Linked DNA regions of Mus musculus: all the other regions are linked to region 3. Evidence: chromatin contacts called from public Hi-C and promoter capture Hi-C data. All regions are on one chromosome and are shown on one strand. The core of a region is the stretch at or near the end of the contact, and the rest is flanking DNA. Distances in the headings are between cores, read along the strand shown. Region 1 holds the start of Ubqln1 (ubiquilin 1). Region 2 has its middle 26 kb from the start of Gm38494. Region 3 holds the start of 2210016F16Rik (RIKEN cDNA 2210016F16 gene).

What was found. Hi-C and Micro-C count contacts between places; a contact is called where the count stands out from the background. Capture Hi-C pulls out chosen DNA fragments and counts their contacts.
Region 1: a contact with region 3 is called in a promoter capture Hi-C map of adipose tissue. The contact joins the promoter of Ubqln1 here to the promoter of 2210016F16Rik in region 3. A contact is called at or near these places in 9 of 39 promoter capture datasets (the C10 cell line, the HPC-7 cell line, cranial neural crest and 5 more), 14 of 484 Hi-C or Micro-C datasets (CD4 T cells, the G1E-ER4 cell line, the HPC-5 cell line and 9 more), 18 of 115 datasets of contacts at active chromatin or transcription factors (the SCID.adh cell line, T-cell acute lymphoblastic leukemia, bone marrow-derived macrophages and 12 more) and 4 of 9 other capture datasets (adipose tissue, embryonic stem cells, liver and 1 more).
Region 2: a Hi-C map of the G1E-ER4 cell line shows a contact between it and region 3, with 3 times the contacts expected there. The contact joins the enhancer-like site here to the promoter of 2210016F16Rik in region 3. A contact is called at or near these places in 11 of 39 promoter capture datasets (the C10 cell line, the HPC-7 cell line, HPC-7-derived erythroid cells and 6 more), 3 of 15 datasets of contacts at CTCF or cohesin (the G1E-ER4 cell line, large pre-B cells and pro-B cells), 6 of 484 Hi-C or Micro-C datasets (the G1E-ER4 cell line, bone marrow-derived macrophages, embryonic stem cells and 1 more), 12 of 115 datasets of contacts at active chromatin or transcription factors (bone marrow-derived macrophages, craniofacial prominence, effector CD8 T cells and 8 more) and 4 of 9 other capture datasets (adipose tissue, embryonic stem cells, liver and 1 more).

Annotation. Positions count from the first base shown.
Region 1 is chr13:58,214,378-58,218,463 of GRCm38.p6, reverse strand. It overlaps Ubqln1 (ubiquilin 1), which reads left to right and starts at 2,811. Exons shown (of 11, transcript NM_026842.4): 1 at 2,811-3,180. The coding sequence starts at 3,028.
Region 2 is chr13:58,518,742-58,522,916 of GRCm38.p6, reverse strand. No RefSeq gene overlaps it. Among named protein-coding and RNA genes, the nearest start is that of Gm38494, 26 kb to the left of the region's middle. Within about 2 kb of position 2,711, at least 29 of the 459 cell types and tissues checked have an H3K27ac peak or open chromatin away from gene starts, as enhancers often do. A contact at or near this core is called in the G1E-ER4 cell line, bone marrow-derived macrophages and fetal liver, where this site is marked.
Region 3 is chr13:58,383,314-58,387,131 of GRCm38.p6, reverse strand. It overlaps 2210016F16Rik (RIKEN cDNA 2210016F16 gene), which reads left to right and starts at 1,907. Exons shown (of 4, transcript NM_027335.1): 1 at 1,907-2,308; 2 at 2,723-2,982. The coding sequence starts at 1,978.

The sequences.
Region 1 (4,086 bases), core at 1,562-4,061, 170 kb after region 3:
TGGCTCAGACTAGCTTTTGAGAGCTGAATGGTCAAATCTCAGGTGTTTTATGACCCAGGTGACCTCCGGTTGGTAGTTTAAAATGGACATTTGCAAGGAAATTGGCAAATGCTATCCATCAATCTTTGATTCAGTATTTGGGATTTGGATTCAACTAAATGTAGAACAACTGAAATATGTCCTTATAATTGCTTCCAGAACAACCATTTAATAACCCCACCCCATCCCCGCCACCAAAGATTCAAATAGACATCTAAACCAAAGATCAGCAAATCAATTCCTGCTGAATATTTTGGACAGGGCCCACTGGACCCCTATCTTTGGAGAAAGTTAGAGATCCTTTATCTAGAAAATCCCCATCCACATTGCCAAGGGTCCTTTATAATTTGATTCTGACAGTCATGGAGGTTAATATCATGGAGGTTAATTAATGACATCTTATCTTCCTGTGATGGTTGATTGTGATTGCCAACCTGACTAAATACACCTAAGGCTCATTGTTGGCCATACCTCCCTGAGAGGTTTCTCTAGAGAGAAGTGATGGGAGGAATACCGAGCATGAGTCTAGGCAGTACTATCCTAGTGGTCTTGGGTCCTGGGTTGAATAAAAAGCAAAGAGGAGGAACTTGAGTGTAGGCATTTCCTCTTTCCAAGTCTTGGTTCACAGTCCTGCGAACACAGCAGCAGGCTGCTCCCATGCCAAGTTTCCCACACTATTTTATTTCCTCAAATCCTGAGCTCAAATGACCCTTCCTCCCTTAAGTTGCTTCTTGCCAGAAAACTGATTAGATCAATGAATGAGGAAAGTAACTTCATAAACCATGCCTTGTTGCTAAAATTCCTTCCCAGGGGACAACATAAGCAATGGCTACTCCTTCTCCTAAAGTCTCAACAACAAACCAAAGCATGATTCCACCAAAGTTCACTAGAAGAGCCCAAGTTTATTGGACTTCCTTACAGAGCATAAGGGACATGGGTGCTCCAGGAAAGTCTTTATGCAGCAAGGATGAGGGCCTCAGCCACATAGATGGAATCAATCTATCTCTCTTCTCTCTCTCCTCTCTCTCTCTCCAAACCCCAGTCTACTTTGACCTATTTACTCTAGACCTTCTTTGCGGCTACTTGCAATTAAGGAAGCATTGTAAACAACAGGTGGTTGAGAAAGGCTGAATACCCTGGTGAGGGTCTTGTGACCTTCCCTACCTCCAGCAAGGGGTGTGGTAGTCTGTAAGGCCAGCTGGAAGGAGCCTTTTCCAAGAAAGTGCAGCTGAACTACCAAGATGGCAGTTGCTTGAGTGGCTGGAAGAATTCTTATTCACAGCATGCCATAAACATTAGAGATTTTCAGAAATAAAATATAGACAATTACAAGGGTATTCTATAAACACACCAGTAGATGTTATCTACAACTAATTTATTTATCAGAGCAGAACAGATTGGGATTCTAAAGGACAATGGAGTGAAGACTTTCAGGGGAATGTGATGTGAAAACAGAAAGTTAGAGGGGGAAGGTGTGTGTGTGGGGTGGTTCATCATGGAAGGCAGCCTGGGTTAGTGCTTAGGGAGAATACAGCATGGAGGGAAACCATACAACAGGGGAACTAATAAAGTTGGAAAGATATATATATATGAAAATTCCAAAATCCTTGCTTGCCTAATGGGGGGAACTTTCTACCCCAAGTAACAATTTTCTCACACCTAGACATAACGCTTATAACTTCTTCCTGTGATTGAACAATGCTGGCAGAAATGTAAGTGATATCAAGTGACGCCGTATTGCCATTTTATACTTTGAAACTCTGACCCAGATTTCAAAGAGCTCTGCTAAGAAGTGTTTATGCAACCACAGTTAATCATAGAACAGGGTTCGATGGCCCAAGAGCAGAACTATGGAATGCCTTTGCATATTTGGGTCACGGTACACTGTCAAGAGTTCACATTTGTGCAATGCTGGTTAATATAAAGTGCTGGACTGTATTACACGTTATCTTTACGAATAAATGACGTGGGATCCATATGTGAAATAACTTATGTGTGCCTACATTATGCCGAAAATACTTTTTCAGCCATTATCTCTGATGCCACCTCAAGCCCGAGGTGTACAGTAACTTAATTGGACAGAATACAAAAGGCACACATCATCTAGGCTAACTCCTACCCGCTGGGCGGACAGTCCTAGGCATTCTGTTTCTGCCCCCACGCAGCTTGGAAGACAGACAATATGGGTTGCCCTATCTGACCAAACCGGTTTGACTCCAGGGAGGGAAGCTCAGGCCTCACTGAAACAGTGAGCACCTGTGGATGCATTGGTTGCTCACTGGCGTCTGTTTCGCGGTCCTTTAAAGACCTTTCTCCATGGGTTTAGCTTTCAAGCCCCGAGCACAAGACAAGGCAATCGCAACTCCTTCCACCCGGGCACCAACACTACGCTTATTAAAATAAAGTAGCTCGCCGCTATTTCATAAGCAGACGCCCACGGGGACCAGGTGGGGAGGATACCGGGACCGTGAGCAATGGGCCAGACGTTTCTAGCAATTTCGCTGGCCGTGACGTCATCTTAGCGCACCATCACGGTGCCTGGCAGAAACCCCGTTTGCATTTCTTTCAACGAAGAACGGGAGACGCGAAGTGGGTTAAGTTCTCCCGCCATGCCCAGCACTCCATCGACCTTGAGGAGCCCGCGCTTCGTCCGCCGGCTAGAAAAGGATCGAGCGCTGCCATGCATGAGTCGGCTCCTTGGCCAACGCGCTACCCGGCGTGCCTCGCGCGGCCGGCCGCCAGGAGTCGGCGCGGCTACCAGCGCGTTACCCAGAGTGCCCTGCGCGGCGCCGGCGACGAGCGTGGGGGAGGTGCGGGAGGAGGAAGCGGCGGCGACGCGGAGAGTCCCCGCGTCCACACGGCAGCCGATCGCCCACCCGGGGCCTGCACCCGCAGCCCGCGTCCACGCACCCTCGGCGGCCCCGCAGCCTGTCACGCCTCGCGGACCCGGCCGCAGCCCGCAGTGTCGCGCTCGCCTGAGTCACCGCCATGGCCGAGAGCGCAGAGAGCGGCGGCCCACCGGGCGCGCAGGACAGTGCGGCCGACGGCGGCCCCGCAGAGCCCAAGATCATGAAGGTCACGGTGAAGACGCCTAAAGAGAAGGAGGAGTTTGCCGTGCCCGAGAACAGCTCGGTCCAGCAGGTGAGGGCGCCGGCCGGGCAGCCGCCGCGTCGCTGACGGGGCGGGAAGGGCGGCCTGGCCGGGCGGCGGCCCCGGGCAGCTCCGGTCGGACCCCGCTGGGTTCCGCTGCGTGAGCTGTGCGGGGCCGGGCCGGGCGAGCCGCGCGGCCTGGGCTGGGCTGCGCCGCGGCCGCCGAGCTCCGGGCCCCGGGCCCCCACTTCTCACAAAGGGCCGGGCGCTGCGGGGCGGCTGGGCGCGGGCGGCGCTCGTCCTTTGGCCAGGCTGGGTGGGGGGTCATTGTTTCACCTGCCTGCTAATTGGGGAGATTTAGGAGTGAGAAGCACGTGGAGGGTTGGTTCTCGGTTTTGAATGCTGAACTCCTTCCCATCTTCGAGCCTCCTATATAAAAATTATGACGTGGAACTTGTTTTCAGTCGCATTGTGATAGCTCACGCCTGAAAGGAGAAAAGTAAATGACTTTGATTCATTGGCGACTTGCTGTTTCTGTTACAATACTTCCGTCATCGCTTAGCTGCCAGTCATCGGATAGGTTATTGTTTGATCTTTAGGGAGACGAGACAGACACCTAGCTGGGTCTTAGCAGTTGGTTGCAAGGAACCTGCAAGAAAGCACAGTAGGTGATAAGGGGAATTCTTATCAAGTAATTGCTTTAAAGTCTATTCAGGCAAACAAGCCTTGCAGTTAATTAAGAGCCTTGGGAGAACCAATCATGTATGTTTCAACACAGTCTAGGGCACTTGAATTGTTGACAGTATCAAACATTGTAAACAGTCTTATGCGAGGAAGCAAAGTATCAACCACTGGAATGTACTTTTAAGTTCTCTCAAGGTTTATCTAGTTCCAAAGGTGAGGTCGGGTTTTTCTGAAGCAGGAGGGTGTGTGGCACCATTGAGAGAAACTCTTGTT
Region 2 (4,175 bases), core at 1,462-3,961, 130 kb before region 3:
CGGCAGCTCCTAAGTGTGCTGCCCACCTCTGGGTACCACACAAGCTTAGAAACTGCCTGAGGGACCCACGGCAGCAGGTCAGTCATAAATACCTCAGTCTGTGGCTGCCCTCGGGGGTGTAGTATGCAGACAGTCACACAGCCGCGGACCAGAGAAAAGTCCTTTGCAGTTTTGAGTCTAGTTGGGGATGTTTTATGAGTCACAGAGACGGAGATGGACAGACCCTCTTGGGAGTTGTACACTCGGAGACAATAGCGGTTTCCTCTAGGACTTCCGAAACTCAAAAGCAGTCCCCAATGCTAGCAAGATTGTCACAGAAACAGAAGCTCTGCTTACCAGCAATCATGGACAAACTACTTCTGTCTCCAGCTGTGATACCAGAGGCATAGACTGACCCCATGCTCACCTGACTTGTCTCAACTGTCACAACATCTGGGGAGTGGTGTGAGTAAAGTAACTATCTTCTACCAGTGTGGTCAGCCCTGCCTTTGAAAGGTTCCCTCTTCTGCTCCCACCCTGCCTTGGAACACCAATAGTGACGATCTCTACCAATCTGATGAGGATGTTGGCTTCTGGGAGATGCTCCCTCCCCGTCCACACACTCTGCAAGACAAGGAAATCACTATGGGCAGTGGGGTGTTAGCCATGTCAACTAATCAGACCAATGTCATCCCTCAGAAACTTCTCAGAGACTGTTGGAAGCTACACACACACACACACACACAAACAAGACCCCAAAGGCATAGGAAAACTACAAGTGCCGGTAAGTTCAGAGGCAACATCTCCCCCCCACCCCTACCCCCGACACACACACAAACTTTAAAAAAAAAAAAAAACATTCAAGACCCAGGATCGTTTTTTAAATCCTGACTTAGTCACGCTCATTATACCTTGGCATTCAAACCTGCCAAGTTTATAAACCATGTGCTTCATTTCCCAGCCAACACACATCAGTCAGTATTTGAATAACACTTTCAGAGTAGATATGTGCTCATAACCACAAACTACCAGGTAACGAACTGACAAATCCTCTCTTTTATCTTCTAAACACATACTGTTCTCTGTGCTCCAAGTGGAGAAATAGCTGGTCAGTGTAATGGTGCAGAAGCCCATAGGCGAAAGATAAGCATGGGCTGGAGAGATGGCTCAGTGGTTAAAAGCATTGGCTGCTCTTCCAGAGGACCAATCACCATTCCAATTCCCATCACCCACATGATAGGTCACAACCATCTGCAACTCCAATTCCAGGGGATCCGACACCCTCACACACACATGTTGATAAAACACATATAAAAATTATAAGATAATCTGTGGTAGGTTGGTGGAGGGAAAGAGCCTAGGGAGAACACGGTGACAACCATGACCTTCAAAATTCACCTCTATACATAGATGCTTTCAATTACTGCACTCTACCTGTTAAGGATGCTCCCCCGTGCATGGGCAGCAACTGCCAGCAGGCGTCCATCCAGCTTCAACGGCGCCTTAGAAACTCTTTCGGTTTTGGTTTTTGGAGGTTTTTAGAGGGTTTGGGTTTTGGTTTTGTTGTAGATGTTTTATTTTGTTTTGGTGTTTGTTTGCTTGTTTAATTTTTTTATAAACAAGGTTTCTCTGTGTAGCCCTGACTGTCCTGGAACTCACTTGTAGACCAGGCTGCCTCAGACAGAGCTCTTACAGTAGTGACTTCACAGGGTCCCACTTGTCTTGTCAGCGAGGAGAGCAGGACAGAGCCACCAAGAGGGAGGAGATAGAAGAAGAGGAAGGAAAAGGAACAGAGTGAGCAAGACTGGGTGATGGGAGAAAAAGCACCAGGCACCTCCTCCCCCTCCCCCGCTCCTAGGAGAAGCTACAGTGCATACCATTCACTCAGGATCTGCCCTCTCCTTGAAGCATTTTGAGCCCCACTGAACATGAAGCCATCCCGCCTGCTGATGACAGCAGAACTGGCTGCTGCTGGATTCATTTAACACAGCCACCTAGAATCACAGTCCAGCCTGCGAAAAAAGAAATTCATTCTTTATTAAAAGCCAGCCTGACCTTTGGAAATCCTTATTTCTGGAAGAGTGAACTGACTTGCTATGACTAATGACTCCTAATAAGCTTCAAAGCCACAGGACCAGCGGGCACACGTGCAAGAAGATCTAACTGTCTCTGATAAAGATGCCACACAAACCATGTCACATCCTCCTAAGCCAGAGATACTGATGAACAAGCGGGAGTGGACACCATGGCTGACTTCAGAGATGTCCCCCACCCCAGCAGGGACAATGGGTAACAGAGACTACAGGGAAGATTGCACAAGGCAAGGTGTTGAGTGAGATGGGAGATGGGCTAGCAAAGGGCTGGCAGCAAGCCTGAGGTAGGCAGCTTTAAATAGTTCCAAGGATCTATACCCACTTTGGCAGACAGACAGACGAGCCCCACCTTCACCTGAGAAAAGCTAGAAATGGAGCAAGTCTTAAAAGTATAGCTTTCTTTCTTTCTTTCTTTACATCTTTCTAAACTATTTTAAAGTGTGTATGTCAGTGGCAACAGAGTACATGAGTGTGTGTGTGTGCGTGTATGTGTATGTGTGTATATGTGTGTGTGGGGGAGGCTGGGAGGGAAAGAGTCGGAGCATGCACACTGCGGGAACATGGGGTTTGGGGTGGGGTGGGGTGGGGTAGCCGGAGCATGCGCACTGTGGGAAGGCATGAGACATGATGAGGTCACTTCCGGCACACTGTGGCCATCCCTCAAGAGACCATATCAGGTTAGCATGACTTGGCGCTTCTCCTCGGCTATCTACCCAAGAGAAATGAAACCATGTCTACACAAAGACTCACACAGCACTGTTTATAGCCGAAGCCAAAAAGTGTAAGCATACACACTCCCAGTAACTCTAACATGAACGAGGAAAATATGGAGTGTCCGTATCATAGAATACTATTTGACAAGTAAGAAGCACAATATACTAGCAGTTACATAGGTGAGCCTTGAAAACATTATTCTTAATTTTTAAAGTCAGTTGCAGAATATGTTGAGCTATTCTATTTTTATAAAAAGCGCCTCTAACAGAATATTTTAGAGAAAACGCTTCCGTGTTCTAGGCTGGCAGTGGTTAGACAGAAGCTGGCTGTGAAGCAGCATGGGATCTCTCTCTGGAATGGAAAAAAAAAAAGTGTGTTCTGATAACTGCCAATGGTCGCACAGCTCTGAGTATAGTGGAGGAAAAAACACGGGATTTCATATTGTAGTGGGTCCATTTTATGGACTCTATCTCAATGAAACTTCCTAGGGGAGAAGAGGAGAAGAAGAGAAGCCACGTGGGCGGTTTGTTCTGCATCTAACCCTGCGCTGCTGCCGCAGTGAGCAAACCCTCCCAGGCAGGGGAGACCGCCCAGGACAGCACAGCCAATGTTGCATCACAAGTGTATGTTCTACATGAGTTCCATAAGTGGACCTGGAGATAACGCTTCGATACATTCCCACTCAAGACTACTTACAGATGCTTTCCCTAATAGAATGGAATTAGTTGGTCTAACCCAAGCTAACACTTGGCAACCAGAAGGCTTCTGGGAGAACAGGAGCCACTACAAGAACAGATGAGAAAAGTGGTTAATCACACACACACACATGTACACACACACATGTACATACACACACACACACACACACACACACACACACACACACACGCCAGCTCAGACAGGGTCCTGAGATTCATCTTATCTAACTCAGGGAATTTCCCAGCTACAGACTTGAACACTCACAGCCTCCGCATCTAAACATGGAGGCCTCCCTGACCACTTCCCAACTAGAGATTCTGAGAAGCAACTTTCCCTGCAAGCAACATCCCCCTCCCACCATAAACTACATTGCTGAAGTGACAGCCCTCGTCTCTCTCTATCAAACTGACTTCGAACACAAAGCGAGAATTGTAGATACAGCATGAGCCTACGCTAGCATTGGAAGACCCCAGCGGTTCTTACTGAAAAGCCACTCAACTTAACCTTCTGTATATAAACTGTGTTTGTAAAAAAAAAAAAAATGCTAGTTAATGTGAATTTAAAATTTTTCATCTCTTTTATACATACCCTTAACTCAATGGTCAAGTTATTAAGCTTGACAATCTCTATCAAATAGATTGTGTGTGTTCATGCGTGTTCATGTGTGCACGGGTGCACATGTGTGTGCAT
Region 3 (3,818 bases), core at 658-3,157:
CTCAACAAAATACTTGCAAACTGAATTTAGAAATACATTTAAGAAGATCAAATATTATGACCAACTAGGGTGTTTTATGGAGAGGCAAGTTTGACTCAACACAGGTAAATGAATAAATGCAATACACTATATAAACAAACTTAAAAACAGAAACCACGTACATAATCTCACTGATGAAAGGTCTTTTTGACACAGTTCAACATGGCTTTGTGGTCAAAGTGCTGGAGGTGTTAGGATAGATTGGCTCATGCTTCAAACTAATAGAGGCTCTATTACAACAGACCTATAGCCAAAAATCAAGTGGAGAGAGCATCTGTTCTCAATTCAGGAATGAGACAGGGCTGCCCATCCTCCTTAGTTTTTCAGGATACTCTTTGAAGTCTTAGCTATGGAAATAAGACCAAAGTAAGTGATAAAAAAGGAAACAGGAAAAGAATCGAACTATTCCTACTTGCAAATGATGTGTTTCTATACTTATAAGACATTATAGAGGCGTTTGAGAGATGCCCTCAAAGTTAAGAGTACTGGCTTCTCTTCCAGTGGACCCAGGTCTGAACCCAGTACCCATATGGCTGTTCCCAATATCTTGTAACTCCAGTTCCAGGGGCTCCAACACCCTCTTCTAGCCTCTGCAGGCAGCAGGCACACACATGGAACACATACATGCATGCAGGCAAAACATTCATACACAAAATAAAAATACTTTTTTCTAAAAAGACCTTTATGGAATCTACTAGGAAACTCTTTAATTAAAGCAAAATTGCAGGATAGAAAAATCAGTATTTAAAAGAAAAAACAAAGCCGCGTATGGTGGCCTATGCCTTCAATCCTAGCACTGAGAAGATAGAGGCAGGTAGATCTATATGAGTTTGAGTCTAGCTGGTCCACATAGTAAATTCCAGGTGATCCAAGGCCACAGAGGCCTTGCCTCAGAACAACAATGAGAAACGCCCAGATAATAAAAACATACTTTCATACTGATTCTGCATCTCCAGGCATCTTTTCAACATTGACCAATGTATCTTAAGTATGTTAAGTTTTAGGGGTTGGGTTGATACTTTATAATTCCTACTTTGTTCCAGGTAACCCTATAGAGATGACTAGTCACACAGTTTATAATCAATTGAAAGTCTATTCCAGCTGGCTGGGACCACACCCAGGTAGGTATTCAGAGACCTAGGAGGTGTGGTTCCAACTGTCCAGATCAACAGTTTTTTAAAGGCAAGAAATCACACCCGGGTACTTTGCTTTGCAGCTGTACGAGGGCTTCCCAGAAAGCAAGATCTTTTAGCTAAGATAAGTTAGCTGACCTTTGGGCTCCTTGAATACAGTTGGGTAATTACCCACGGGACTCTTCATCAAGATCAGATTCTAGTTAAACCTGGAACCGCCTCAGCAAGAGTACAAGATGGAGGGACTTTTGCACTGTCTTGCTGTGACACACCTTGACCGTCAGAACGACTGGCGTTTGTGTCTGGTTCAGACAGTTCCCTTGATTTAGTCTGACAGACAAACACAGGCATACATTTCAATCTAGGCCATTGCTTGGTGGTGGGGAACCTCCTCCTGGAATCATTTCCCTTTCCTTGCAAACCTGGGATCACCATCACTCCTGTTGGATGCAAGGGCGTCAGATGCAAGGTTTAACTGTACTGTTCCCTCATGCAGTCAATGTTCCAGTGACTCCTAAACCTTCATTCGGCCTCTGAAGTGTGGGGTGTGCTGAGCGGCCCTCCGAGGCACCTAGCCTCGGGGTGGCGCCGGGCAGCAACCAGAGTCCCCACGCCCCGCGCGATCCCAAGCCTTCCTCAAAGACGGGAGTGCGACGGGGACGCGACAAGAAACACGACGGCCGAACACAAGGAGTCCCAGAGGCCGGCCGGAAGCTTCCCGCAGGGCAACTTCCGGACCTCAGACCCGGAAGTGGGCGCAAGTGCTTGGCCCTGGCGGAGGCCGAGGCTCCGGGTTCGAAACAGCATGGGGCCACCGCTTTCGCCGCGCGAGTCGGCGAGGTTCGTGGCCGAGAACAGTCGCGACGTGCTCGTGGACCACGAGGGCGTGCGCAGGGCGGCCGAGCTGCTGCTGCCCGCGGCCGCGGCGTGGCGCGTGGAGCAGTGGAAGTCCCTGCACGAGCTCAACCCGCGCGGGGCGGACGAGGCTGCGCTCGGCTGGGTGTTCCTGGTGGACTCGCTCAACTTCTCCTTCTGGGCCGAGCGGGAGGACAGCAAGTGTGCGGTGCGCTACGGCGGGACGCCCTACACTGGCTACTGGGCCCTGTGCGCCGCCGTCAACCGCGCGCTCGACCAAGGTGGGTGCCAGCCTTAAACCTGGGTGGGTGCTGCGAGGCGCGGGAGGTGACCTCTGCCCAAAGCAGAAGTCCGGACATACAGAAGCAATGTATGCCAATCAGCACAGGAGGCAAAGCCGGTTTTCTTAAAAAAAAAAAAAAAAAAAAAAAAATCATTAAAAAAAAAAAAAAGATTTATTTGCCGGGCGGTGGTGGCGCACGCCTTTAATCCCAGCACTCTGGAAGCAGAGGCAGGCAGAGTAGTCCTGTTCAGTGTAGAATTCAGACTACACTAGCCTCGAACCCACAGGGATCCCATCCAGCTGATTAGGCCAGCGCCACAACACTCTGCCTTCTTTAACATGAATTTGATTTCATATTTTTTGCTAATTGCAAAAAATTAAATAAAAAATCTGTGGATTGTTCTCTTTAAAGGGATACCGATAACCAGCGCCTCCTACTACGCCACAGTGAGCCTCGAGCAGGTGCGGGATATATTTCGTTCAGACACAGCTGTGCCCATGCCTTTAATGGAAGAGAGACATCGGATTCTCAATGAAACTGGGAAAATCCTACTGGAGAAGTTTGGAGGCTCTTTTCTTAACTGTGTCCAAAAAAGTGGCAGAAGTGCGCAGAAGTTAATGCAGCTGATTGTTGAGAACTTCCCTTCTTACAGGGACGAGGCAGAGTTTGAGGTGAGTTTGTTGCTGAGGGAGGGGTTTAGCAGGTATGATCATTCTGAGTTAATGCTTTTCCTTCCAAAGCCAGGTTTAAGGCCAGCAACTTAAAATTTGAAGTTTGTTCACTGTGGACAAGAAGCAATAACAAAATGTGCTTAAAATCTATCCCTTTTTATTTTTTCTAATCGGAGATTTCCTTTATTTTTGCCTTTTATTCTGTTAAATGTTTCAGCCATCCATATAAGGCTTGTCACTCAAAGATGGGGAAGCACAAAAAGTTGATAAAGTTGGATGAAAATCAGAATGTAAAATGTATACTAGTTTTCTCTAGGAAAAAAGTATTTCTTGAAAAGCTTGGGCTGGTTCTGGTGGCGCAGGCCAGTAGGATTTGCTGAAAGAGGCAGGAGGATCTGGAGTTCGAGGCTAGCCTAGGACACACATCTTTAGCCGGGCGTGGTGGCAGATGCCTTTAATCCCAGCACTCTCGAGGCAGAAGCAGGCAGATTTCTGAGTTCAAGGGCAGCCTGGTCTGCAAAGTGAGTTCCAGGACAGCCAGAGCTATACAGAGAAACCCTGTCTCAAAAAAAAAAACAAACAAACAAAAAAAGAAGAAAAGCTTGGTATGTGTTTTCTTTCTTATATACTGTTTTTTTATAATGATTTGTTTTATGGTACAAAAAATTTTAATGTATGTACTTTTTAAACAGTGAGCTTGGTTTTGATTTATTTATTTTATGTGTGTGAGCTGTGAGCTCTCATCTTCCTGTACTGTACCTTTGGCCGTGCTTGCTGTGTGTTGCCACTCCCTTCCCCTGGAACTGTAAACCCAGGTAAACTCTTCCTTTTCTAAG